2 separate regions of the Mus musculus genome follow, and region 2 is linked to region 1. A link is a contact called in public HiCAR-type data. All regions are on one chromosome and are shown on one strand. The core of a region is the stretch at or near the end of the contact, and the rest is flanking DNA. Distances in the headings are between cores, read along the strand shown.

The links. HiCAR-type assays count read pairs that join an accessible place to other places.
Region 2: a HiCAR-type map of embryonic stem cells shows a contact between it and region 1, with 3 times the contacts expected there. The contact joins two enhancer-like sites. A contact is called at or near these places in 2 of 484 Hi-C or Micro-C datasets (embryonic stem cells and nephron progenitors), 3 of 115 datasets of contacts at active chromatin or transcription factors (double positive thymocytes and embryonic stem cells) and 1 of 9 other capture datasets (liver).

What each region holds. Positions count from the first base shown.
Region 1 is chr5:113,419,367-113,422,852 of GRCm38.p6, forward strand. No RefSeq gene overlaps it. Among named protein-coding and RNA genes, the nearest start is that of Gm30812, 44 kb to the right of the region's middle. Within about 2 kb of position 1,330, at least 9 of the 459 cell types and tissues checked have an H3K27ac peak or open chromatin away from gene starts, as enhancers often do. A contact at or near this core is called in embryonic stem cells, where this site is marked.
Region 2 is chr5:113,578,451-113,581,717 of GRCm38.p6, forward strand. All of the region lies in intron 8 of Wscd2 (WSC domain containing 2), which reads left to right. Among named protein-coding and RNA genes, the nearest start is that of Gm42002, 23 kb to the right of the region's middle. Within about 2 kb of position 2,016, at least 19 of the 459 cell types and tissues checked have an H3K27ac peak or open chromatin away from gene starts, as enhancers often do. A contact at or near this core is called in embryonic stem cells, where this site is marked.

The sequences.
Region 1 (3,486 bases), core at 80-2,579:
TCAGTCTAGAGAGTCACACAGATCAAATTGGGAAGGCCCCAGGACTTTGAAAGGAAAGGTTTCCCTGGTATCCAGGAGGACAGGTTCCAGGATTCCTTGCTGAGAGGAGAGTCCCTCACACATAGCTGTGGGGTTGCAAAGGGTAGCCCTACCTCCTACTACAGCCTCAAGCTATCTCCTGCTGGCTTCTCTCCACGACAACAGAGACAACAGAAATACGGGATGGATTTCTCTTGTGTGTACAGTGTGGAGAGTGATGTCTAAGATGCTGTATGGGTTCAACGCAGACACCTTCTTCTTTTTTTTTTTTTTCTGGAATAGTTCCCATCTTCCATCGGCAGACTCTGTGGCTGCAGAGATGGTAGACACGAAAGGCTGACTCCAGAGAGTGGGAAAGGCTGGTCCTCGCTGTGGACCTGGGTGTGACCTGTCCTGCCTGGGTTTCAGAGAGCAGAGTCTGGAAAAGAATCAACCATGTGGCAGGCTGAGAACAGCCCCCTTTGAGAGATGGGGTGGCAGGGAATGGAAGGGGAGAGAGGGGTCTCTTTCTGCCCTGGAGATGTAAAACAATAATGGGAGGAGCCATTAAGCAAGCCCAAGCTCAAAGACCCCTAGGGTAGCTGAGCAGATTCCTGACAGATAAGAAAGAGTGCTCGCTGCATAAGCAAGAAGACCTGAGTTCAAATCCCCAGGTCCCACATAAAAATCCAGGCATGATGTAACTCTGGTGCTGGGAGGAAGATGGTCATACCCAGGGGGATTCCTGGGGCCTCCTGGTCACCAATCCAGCTCCAGGTTCAATGAGAGACAAGGTCCCAAGGGATGAATCAGTATACCCATGATCTTCTGACCCCTGCACACGCTTGTGCACACATACTCACACACATGCATATATATACCACACACATGCCCCGCATATACTCACATGCTCACTGTGGAGCAAGTACAAACAGCTCAATGGAAAGAGACTCACTACTGTGAGGGGGAGGGGCTAGTGTACGTACCCTTATCTAAGAGACAGGGATTAGGTCCCTGTCTCAAATATCCACAAATATCCTTAAAACTCTTGCTATTTTGGTCAAAAATATCTTTCAGAAAATCTCTGGTCAGTGGTGGTATAGGAAACTTGGTGCAGGAATGGGGAAGCAGGCTCATTGCTATGTGGGGATGGGGGACTGTCTCTGAATGCTGCGTCCCTCACTCCGGCTTTTCTGAACTTGGAAACACTTCTCGAACAACTCAAGGTCAGCTGCCCCTCTGTGGCTTTCGGCTTTCCCAGAGCCATGCTCCAGACATCTGCTCCCCCCCCTGAGGAGTCAGACCACACACAGTCTCCTGGTGCTAGCCTGTAGCTAGGGTGGAAATCAATCACACCCCTCCGGCACCAGCCTCCTCAGCAGGGAGACGCTCCACCATTTTGTCTCTATTCAGAATCAATTTATCAAGGTATTGATGTTCTTGGATGGAGGGACGTGAACAAGACAGATGGACTCAGCTGGCTCCAGAGAGGGTGGGGTTTGCTTCAAGCAGCTGCTGGAAAGTATCATTGGATGCTTCTTCTCTGCCTGGGGAAGGGCTGGATGCTGGGCTGGATGGCTTGCTCTGGTAGACACTTCCTGGCTGTATCCCTGAACCCTACGTGCCCTCTTTCCTACATTCAACACATCCCATGCCAGCCACAGCTGGGCACATGTGGCCACATCTGGCCACATGTAGCTAATCACAGCTAAGCACGCTGTCTCCTGACCACAGGTCTGGACCAATGCTGGGTTCCTGAGCCAAGATGGCAACTAGAGCCTTCCTTGAAAACTCTCTCTCTCTCTCTCTCTCTCTCTCTCTCTCTCTCCTTGAGTCCAGGGGAAGGATGATTTTGCTGTTAAGGCCCCGCTGTCTTGACCATCAACATGAGGGGGATCACTGTGAAAATAAACCTCTGGGCAGTTCTTGAGAGACCGTATAAACTAGATTAGTTAGATGGGGACATTGAGATGGAGCCGCACCATCCCAAAGGCTGGGGTCCTGAACTAGATTAAGAAGAATGGAGCCGAGCCCCAGGGTCTCTCCCTGCTTTCTGACTGTAGATGCAGTGTAACCAGCCGTCTCTGTCTCCTGCCTCCATGCCTTCCCACCTCGATGGACTGTATCCTCACACCGTGATGGTATGCTTTCTGTCAGCTAACTTTTCACCACAAAGAGTTAAGTGACTAGACAGAAGGCTTCAAGGAGCAGATGGGTCCTGATGGCTGTGAGGGCCTAAAGGAGGAGACAGAGAGACAAGTAAGTCCCTGGCAGCATCTAGCCAGAACCGAATCTTGCTAGACCCGGGTGATTGGGAAAAGCAGAGTGTGCAGCAGACTGTAGAACCCCGGCTTGTTTAAATGGAGAGATTCTCCCCACATCACACTCGTACCAGTGAGAGAAGCTGGGCTCAGGTCAGCCTGGTTGTACAATTACAGAAGGCAGAAATAGAAGGTGTGGATAAATCTTTATTGGAATCAGCCCATGGTTCTAGATTGACACCCCAGGAGTTGGAGAGAATCTACCATTCATTACTGGCTGGAGCCGCAGAGGGAGTGGATTGACCCCAGAGCAGACTGGAGAAGGGAGCTGACCCCAGGCCTTGGCAGGAGGTCTGGGATGGAGAGAAGGGTAGGTGCAAGCTACTACATTTTGAAATCCAGGCCTTCGCTCCTGATGCAGTTCCTCCCTACCCTGCCTCACAGAACAGCCTGCCCCTCCCTGCTCCTGGATGCTGAAGGCCCTAAGTTTTGGAATTTACTTTGAAATGCTAATCACGGGAAGCAATGATCTTGATGTTGAGTCTAATTAAGGGCTGGCCTGGTTTAAACTTTGGAGGGCTCCTGCTTGTCTATGGCCGCACAGCGGGAGCCAGGGAGGATGTAAGTTTTATTAAATTGATGAGATGAATCAAACAGGCAAAGTGGCTGGGGAAGGTGGGGGCTAGAATCATGGAGCCGGAGAGCTCATTTAAAGAGCCCGCAGTGAGTGTCAGAAATTGAGAGCCAGCGACATCCTCTACCCAGGGTCCCTGGTTATGGCTAGAGGGTTGTGTCATGGGTCTGGTAACAGGGCCTGGCTTTATTAGAACTGAAGGCGGCACACGTAGACTGATTAGAGTGGTCAGCCGTGACTGACGGGGGCACACTCCTCTGCAGAGTCTCTCTGCCAGGCCTGGACTGTGCCTGGAGGCCATCCAAAATTAGTAACAGCCATTAGCACACCTGGCATCGCCTGCTCTGAAGGCCATTGCCCTGAGAGGCAGGAAACCAGGGGCTCCAGGCATTTTCCTGCTCTTCTCTGCTACACTTACCTGGCTTCCGAATCCTTATGGACAGGGAGAGTTCTCATCTCCCACATAAAGAGTCTGAGCCTTCAATAGAGCAAAGGTAGGCTTCGGACTCACACAGCCTGACTCTGGAGTTGGAGGGCAAGGTATGCTACAAATAGTCTTCCCTTATGAGTCTG
Region 2 (3,267 bases), core at 766-3,265, 160 kb after region 1:
TGGGGCTATATTAGCCCCAGAAACCCCTCTCAGGTCAAGAGCGCTCTCCCCAGAACAGGGCCCCCATTCTCCACCCCACCCACCCATTCCTCTCCTTGACACCCTAGGCACCAGAACAACAGGGGGGCTCATTAGCAATGTAAATCATCAGGCTCCACTCCAGACTACACATATGTGCGCGCGCACACACACACACACACACACACACACTTCACTGCCTGAAACCCTTACTGCTCATATGTGGCTGGGGACCAGCTGCGGCAGTGTCATCTGGGAAACTTGAGGGTCTGTGTCCAACCAGATTCCTCAGGGGCTCCAATGCTCTCACAGGTTTTGAGACCTGCCTTGGGACACCCTGACCTGGGAGAAGCAGAGGCTACGTAGCCACCGAGTGTGTCCAGTCCCTGTGGTCCTGTCCTCTCCTGATCAGAGCCAAGAGATAAGCCTCCCCACCCCCCATGACTTTCGTTCTATAACGTTAATTTTACAGCCCCTCTGGAGCAGGACGGAGGCGAAATTTTATGTGATATGATTACACAAGGTGAATTGTCCTGGATCTGTTTAATGAAACAGATCCTGTGTTTAATGACTCCGTGGGGAACTGGCACCAAGAAACCATTAATCAGGGCCTGGTTCCTCCTGACGACAAGAAGCTGGAGTGAAGACCGCCAGGCTGTGCACAGACAGGTGCACCCTGCGGCTCCTCAGGGTACCTTTGTTTCCAGATTTGTGGGTGCTGACCAATTATTACCAGGAGCCCTGAGCTAGCAGAGGGCTTTTTGTTTCTGTTCTCCTTTGCAATGGAGTCCTTTAGGAGCTTTGAGAGGTGGGGGTTGGAATAGTGTGGGCGCGCATCTGGTATGGGAGAGCTCGGGACAGCTAAGGGAGCTGCTATGCTTTTGTGGGGAACTCAGGCCAGCAGGAAGGCACATGTGGGGAGTCTCAGGAAAAGCTGGGAGCTGCCATCAGCAGGGATTGTCCTAAGCAGCAGTTACTCTTCTGCACCTGGTACTTCCTCAGGATCTTTGCAAAGCTTATCATCCTAAGATATCAAGGCTGCCTGTTTGCAAATCAGTACACAGAAACCCAAAGAGAGCAAATAGCACCAACAAGATCACCCAGTGCAGGTGGAGAAGAACAGGGTCTCCAGCCCTGGGCACCTGACTGCAGAGTCATCTATAGACAGCCCCCCTAGAACAAGAGCTGCAGGCGATAGGATCAGACGCTCATCTTGACACACCAGGCAAATGTCTTCAAGAGGGTTACATATGGCCTCACCTGAAGTCTAGATCTGTGGGGTGCTAGGTGACCTCACCTAGGGGTTCTTCTTGGATGGTAGTAGCTGTCCTGAGTCACCGAGGATACCAGGAGGTGATCAGAACTAGGGACAGGCTGACGGAGAGGGAAGGAGCCCCTGTGTATGCTTAAACTTTCCCTAATCTCCCAGATACATCTGGTCCTAACCCATTATAACAGTACGGGCCCAATTAGTCAGCTGCCTTGTAAATAATCTATTTGAAGAATAAAAAATAACCTGTCGTCAGCATAAATATTTCTCAAGCAGCCGCGGGATTTCAGGAGGGGACTGGGAGGGGCGTCTAAGGACAGCTCCGATGTGTTCTGTCAGGAACAGCAGCCCTTCATCACGGTGCAATTTAGCTGTTGGAAATTTCAATTTAGTTCAGCAGCGAATCCCCCCACCCCCAGCTCCTGCTGGGTATCAGGCTGTGGGAAGGAGCCAGGGATAAGGCTGGTCGTGGCAGGAGAGAATCAGGGCCAGAGTGTAAGACAAGGTGGACTGGATGGTGTTTCCCTGCTGTGGGACCTGTTCACTTTACCTGTCTGGGCCTCAGTTTCCCTCCTGGTGATGAACATACGGTAGTTTCCAATGGGGTGGTTGGTAAGGATCTGTCGCCTAGCAAGGGGATAGGATTGAGGAGGCTTGTAAGGTCCCCCAACCAAGCTGGAGAGACTCACCGGTCTCTTATGCGCTGCTCCCTCTAGAGGGACTGAGGAGAACTGCACCCTCTGCCATTTAAGCCCCCAGTGTGCTGCCTCTTGGAATTCTCCAGCTCTCCACTGCGTTGAGGCTGTTTGCAGCATCCCGTGCCCACCTTTGGCCGCCTCCCAGCTTCTCTCCCACCTGAGCCTCAGCAGCTCTCCCTGAGATCGGCTCTACAACTACCCCTAAGTTCATGCCATGTAACCTATCTAAGGCACCCTCCCAGTCAGGTGACTTTCTATCACATAGCAAGATGGCTGATGAGCACCCCCAAGAAGAGACAGTCCATGACAGTTTGAGTAGAGAGACCACAACAAGAGACTTAACAACAATCCTAACCCCACCCCCAGGGGCTCAGGGTGCGGTGGAGACAGATGCGTAAGCAGGGTGACCACACAGTAATGGCTCGCCCTGTGATCAGGAAGAATGAGGCCTGGGGAGCCCAAAGGAAGCCTGTGTGACCCCCCCCCCCGCCCCCCGCCAGGGGTGATGACGTCATACTTGAGAAAGCTCAATCAGTGAGGACAACAGCCACGAGTATTGAACAACTGCAGGGCTCAGGCCAATGTGAGCTCAGCCACGCCCTGTTTACAGCCCACCATTCCCTGTGAGCTGACCTTGCTTACAATACCTTGGTAGTAAAAGTCCCACTTGGCGCAGCCAGCCAGACCTCCCAGATCCTGCTCTGCCTCTCATTCTAAGTGATCTTAAAAAGCCCCTTGTTTATTCTATGCCTCAGTTTCCCATTCTGTTAAATGATGGCAAAGTAGTGATAGATACCTGTGGAGACTGAGTAGAGTTAACTCCTGCCTGCATCTATATAGTGAAAATACAATCACAATCCAGCAATACACCTTTATAATTAATATACTAATGGAAATCATAGACCTATGGTATGAATAAGTTACATAAATTATACATACCACAAACCTATTTTATAAGGCTGGGCATGGTGGCACATGCCTTTAATCCCAGGACTGAGGAGTCAAGGCAGGGGGATCTCGAGTGTGAGGCCAGCCTGGTCTACAGAGCGAGTTCTAAGCTAGCCAGGGCTACACAGCGAAACCCTGTCCTGAAAACAAAATCTATTTTATATATGTTTTATAAAATTTTCATAGTATAGTTTGGGAATATGTTGGAAGTACTTAGATATAACCTAATCTTTTAATCAGAATAGAGTCTTTGATGTGGTGCCTTCCTTTTTCTTTCTTTCTTCTTTCCTTCCTTCCTTTCTTTTTCTTTCTTCCTTCCTTTCTTTCTTTCTT